2 separate regions of the Mus musculus genome follow, and region 2 is linked to region 1. The links are chromatin contacts, called in public Hi-C maps. All regions are on one chromosome and are shown on one strand. The core of a region is the stretch at or near the end of the contact, and the rest is flanking DNA. Distances in the headings are between cores, read along the strand shown. Region 1 has its middle 9.5 kb from the start of Gm39755. Region 2 has its middle 9.8 kb from the start of Gm23118.

Region 1 (2,642 bases), core at 64-2,563:
AGTGAGCCAGGCATGGTGGTTCATGCCTGTAATTCCAGCACTTAGGAAGCTGGGGCAAAGGGATCATAAATTTGAGGCCAGAATGGATTACACAGGGAGACCATGCCTAGGGGTGAAGAGGAAAAGAACCTGAATCCAGGTAAACCATGACCTTCTAAAATAAGAAGCAGGGAAGAGCAGTTCAAAGACTGGACGGTCACCACCAGAATAATAGGAAAGGAGGGATGGTTAAAAAAATAATTGCTTTGGCAGTAAGAAATATTGTAAATCTCTCTCTCTCTCTCTCTCTTTCTCTCTCTCTGTGTGTGTGTGTGTGTGTGTGTGTGTGTGTGTGTGTGTGTTGTTTGGCTATTTATTTATTTGTTTTGGTAGTGAATATGGACAACCTTCATTTTTTTTCAATGTATAGTAGTCACATAATTATAATCTAGTTTGTTTTCTACTGCTGTGGTAAACACCATGAGCAACCTTGGAAGGAAAGGTTTTTTGACATACAAATTACAGCCAAGGCAGGAATGGGGGCAGGAGGAGCAGGCAGGAACTGAAGCAGAGATTGGGTAGCAAAACGGCTTAGTGGCTTGCTCAGTTGCTTTCTTACACAGCCCAGGAGCACCTGCCGAGGGACAGTAATGCCCATAGTAGTCTGGGCCTTCTCACATGAATCCTTAATCAAGATCATGTCCATGCACATGCCCACAGGTCAGTCTGATGGCGTCAGTTTCTCAACTGAGGCTCCCTCTTCCCAATGACTCCAGTTTGTATCAAGTTTGAAAGAAAGAAAAAAAGAAGAAGAACACAGTCACACTGCATATTGTGACAAAGCCCTTCCTTAAGCTGTCACCCTCACCAACTGAGATATTCAGATCACTGTCCTGTGACAGACTCAACTGTGAAGCCAGAGAGTAAACGGCCCACGCAGGCCCACTGCCCTGGTCTTCCTTGGGACCCTCCGTGGAAGGACGAAGTAAGGTTTCAGCCCAAAGAAAGCTTCTCAGCAGGGGAGTTTTAGGCATCGTTCCAAGAAGATCTGGAAAGCCCAGATAGTAAGCTGAGCAAAGAGGAGAAGACCAGGGCTGTCACAGGGCTCTGCTGGGAAAGAACAAAAGCTGTTTGTTTAAGGGGGGAAGAAATCAAAATAGCATTTACGGTTCCAGAAGAGGAAGCTCCAGTCACGGACACATCAGACTTGTCGAGGCTTAGCCTCGGAGGCTTAGACATTCTCCTAGGAAAGGCATGGCAAGAAACAGCCTGGGGTGCTCCCAGCCCCTGGCTCCTGTCTCTTCAGCCCATTCCTTCCTTTGTGTTTACAGACAGAGAGCTCAGGATCTGCAGATTAGAAGCAGTAATGAGGATGGTGTTTATGCAGGACCGTGTTACAGGCAGCTCGGAGCACTTGGCAGGCTGTCTTGCTGGCACTGCCTGACTTTTAGAGGAAGGGACTGTAGCTGGCAGGGGTCTCTATCTACACCAAGGAGCCCAGTGGCACCTATCTACGCCTGTGCTGACACACTGCGCACACCTCGTCAACGTCGTGACTTTAACTACTTTGCCCTCTAGATCTCTCCCCTTCTTCTCTTCCTTCCTTTCCCTTCATTCCTGTTACGAGGTCTCCTATGTGACCCAGGCTGGTCTCATGATCTTCCTCCCTAGTCCCTCCTATCTAAAATGCAGGGAGTAACAGGTATGTCCCATCACTTCTGGACTACTTTTTGGAAATCCAGCTTTTCTATCTCAATCCAGATGACCTGTGTCTAATTTGTTTTCTAGTGCTGTGATAGACACCATGACCAGAACCTATGGAGGAAGGGGTTTGTTTCGTCTTATAACTTACAGCTTGACAAGAAGGTAAGTCCTGGCAAGAATTCAAGGCAGGAAGCTGGAGGCAAGAACTAAAGCAGAGGCTATGGAGGGATGCTGCTTACTGGCTTGCTCCCCATCGCTTGTTCATCCTACTTTCTTATATACTCATGACCACCTGCCTAGGGCTGGTCTGGGCCTCTCCACATCCATCATTAGACAAGAAAATGCCCCACAGACTTGTCCATAGGCATTGATAAAGACATTGTCTCAGTTGGGGTTCCCTCTTCCCTGATGATTCTAGGTTGTATCAAGATGACAAAAAGCTAAACAGGACAAATCCAAACATAAAGAAGTCCCTGGAGTAATTAAAAATGAAATTCCATGTCTGCATCCACGCTGCGTTGATGTCGATGGCCCACATTACCACTGAAGGCCATGTGGGTGCCATGGTCTGTGCTGTAGTCTGAACCCATGTCGGTGTGAGCGGCCTTCACTGCCACCTGAGGTGTGAGCGGCCTTCACTGCCACCTGAGGCCATGTTGGTATCCTTGGTCTGTACTGCTGCTGAGGGCTGTGATGGTGTCCATGGTGTGTGCAGTAGCAGAGGGCCAGGCTGATGTCCATGGTCTGTACTGCTGCATTAGGTCAGCAGCTAGGGACTGCCCCAGACCCTCTGGGTCCCTGTGTCTGCGTGGAACGGGTCTCTAGTCGCAGGTGGGCAAAGCGTGGATGAGACAGACAGATGCATACAGGGGAGGTTGTGTGTATTTGTCAGGTCAAGCATCAAACTTTTTATAGTACAGAGAATACAAGGGGTTGGAAGTCACATCAGGCAAGGTACA
Region 2 (2,642 bases), core at 58-2,557, 140 kb before region 1:
GGCAAGGCCACCAAGTACCTGGAGGAGGTGGGAGGGGAATGAAGGAGGTGGCATCTCTGTTCCAGGGTCACTGTATATAATAGAATGCCAGACAGGGTCCTCCTACTTTTCAACTGAGGTCCAGAGTTAAAAGATTTAAAGTGTCCGTGCTATGGTTTGTATATGCTCAGCACAGGGAATGGCACTATTAGAAGATGTGTCCTTATTGGAGTAGGTGTGGCCTTGTTGGAGCAGGTATGTCACTGTGGGTGTGGGCTTTAAGACCCTCCTCCTAGCTTCCTGGAAGTTTGTATTCTCCTAGTTGCCATCAGATGAAGATGTAGAACCCTCAGCTCCTCTATTGTCATGCCTGCCTGGGTGCTGCCATGCTCCTGCCTTGATGATAATGGACTGAACCTCTGAACCTGTAAGCCAGTCCCAGTTAACTGTTGTCCTTTATAAGAGTTGCCTTGGTCATGGCGTCTGTTCACAGCAGTAAAACCCTAACTAAGACAGTCTGTCCCCATCTTCTCTGGACCATTGCCAAGGAAAGGCCTTGCTATCGGTTGTATATGAAATGACCAGCATGTTTCATGTGTTGAAAGACTAGAATGTCCAACCCAGAAGGCTGTTTGAGAAACTTTGAAACCTTTCAGGTATGAGGGCTTAGTTGGTGGGATCTGAAGGATGACTTTGAAAGTTATACCCAGTCTCCAGTCCCTTGCTCATTCTCCGTTCCTGTCCAGTACAAGCAGCGTCCTTCTCCACAAAAATCCCACCAATGCTGCATTCTGCGATAGCATGGACCCAGAGCCAATAGACAAGGACTTAGGGATGATAATACTTTGAAACCAGGAGCTAAAATCTTTCTTTTTAACTTACTCTTTCAGGTAGTTTGGTCATAACAAGAAAGCTGAGAGCTACATCAGTCAAAGGCTGAGACATGCAGGCAAAAACAGTGGTTCCCTCCCATAGTTCAGATTTCATCTCTTAATTGAGACAATGTCTTTCAAGAGAGACACGACTAAGGGAGAAATGGTTGTTGTCAGTATTGTGGGGAAAGCAGTGTTCATGTTGAAAAACTGACTGTCAGTTTGAAAGAGAGAGAAAGAGACAGAGACAGAGACAGAGACAGAGACAGAGACAGAGACGAGACAGAGACAGAGAGAGAGGCAGAGAGATGCTTTCCCTTTGTGGGAGCCAAGAAAGAAAGATCAGGCCACATCGGGAAGTCGGGGATAGCATTTGCGACTGGGCCACATTAGGACCTTCACTAGTTCAGCTAGTGTGACCGTCGGGAAGCAGGAGGTTGAGCAGAGAAGATGGTGTTTGGCAAAAGTAGCTGAGAGTCTGGTGGGCCGTGGGGAGTAGAGCTAGTTCACAGCCAGCTTGGAGCTGAGAACAGACAGAAGAACCTCAAACCTTAGCATCTGCCAGGCTTGGCAGTTTCTCGGTGCTGCTGGCAGCCTCCGCTGGAAATCTGTTTACCCCGAGAACGAAGCATCAGATAAGACTGGCGGTGGAAGACAGCCATGAGTATCAGTTTTAAACGCTGCAATTAGAGGGAGACACAGAGCTGATCCAGCGGAACTTGAGGCTGCTGAGGCACTGGGGAATCTGAGGTGGATATTTGGGTCTGGGGTAAAACCCGTTCAGTTTATACCGAATTTACTCCAGAAAAATGCCATCTGCAGTTAGAATTTTAGAGAGATGATTACTGGCTTAATATTGGGTCCTGAAACTAGAAATTTGCTTTCTTTGCTTTTTTTTTTTTTAAACCCAGTTTCCTCTTTATTTAAGTAACATGTAGTTTATGTAAAGAAACTTTTAAAGAGGCAAGTTATTTTTGTGGTTGTTTTCTGTTCAGGTGATTTAAACTAGGACTTTGCATGCTGTGTGTATTAGTTAGGGTTTTACTGCTGTGAACAGACACCAGGACCAAGGCAAGTCTTATAAAAAGCAACATTTAATTGGGGCTGGCTTACAGGTTCAGAGGTTCAGTCCATTATCATCAAGGTGGGAGCATGGCAGTATCCAGGCAGGCATGGTGCAGGAGGAGCTGAGAGTTCTATGTCTTCATCCAAATGCTGCTAGTAGAAGACTGACTTCCAGGCAACTAGGGTGAGGATCTTATACCCACACCCACAGTGACACACCCATTCCAACCAGGCCACACCTATTCTAACAAGGCCACACCTTCAGATGGTGCCACTCCCTGGTCCAATGATATACAAACCATCACACTGTGTAAGTACTCTGCTAATCAGCGTAACTCCAGTCGGTTAGTGGGCGGGGTTTGACTTTGAGCTTGCTCTGTGGCCCAGAAATGTCTTGAACTTGTAATCCTCCTGCCTCAGCCTCCCAAGCAGCTTTGCGGGCTTGCGTCGCCAGGTCCAGTCAAATGCATAAACCTTCTCATGTTTTTTCTTAGAAATATGTGTTTCCATGAGATGGGGGAGGGATGAATAAATGCATGCCACAACCTTCCAAAGCAGCATATGAGCTATTCAAACCCATGAGCCTCCCGCATAGCGGCAAAGGGGAGGGGGTATGGGATGCGGGGTTTGTGGAGAGGAAACCGGGAAAATAAACAAATAAAATGATTAATAATAAAATTAATTATAAAAAACAAATAAAATGATTAATAATAAAAATAAAATAAA

Evidence for each region. Hi-C and Micro-C count contacts between places; a contact is called where the count stands out from the background.
Region 2: a Hi-C map of cortical neurons shows a contact between it and region 1, with 2.9 times the contacts expected there. The contact joins two enhancer-like sites. A contact is called at or near these places in 5 of 484 Hi-C or Micro-C datasets (cortical neurons, forebrain, nephron progenitors and 1 more) and 1 of 115 datasets of contacts at active chromatin or transcription factors (embryonic stem cells).

Annotation. Positions count from the first base shown.
Region 1 is chr2:5,111,607-5,114,248 of GRCm38.p6, reverse strand. No RefSeq gene overlaps it. Among named protein-coding and RNA genes, the nearest start is that of Gm39755, 9.5 kb to the right of the region's middle. Within about 2 kb of position 1,313, at least 47 of the 459 cell types and tissues checked have an H3K27ac peak or open chromatin away from gene starts, as enhancers often do. A contact at or near this core is called in cortical neurons, where this site is marked.
Region 2 is chr2:5,248,991-5,251,632 of GRCm38.p6, reverse strand. No RefSeq gene overlaps it. Among named protein-coding and RNA genes, the nearest start is that of Gm23118, 9.8 kb to the left of the region's middle. Within about 2 kb of position 1,307, at least 21 of the 459 cell types and tissues checked have an H3K27ac peak or open chromatin away from gene starts, as enhancers often do. A contact at or near this core is called in cortical neurons, where this site is marked.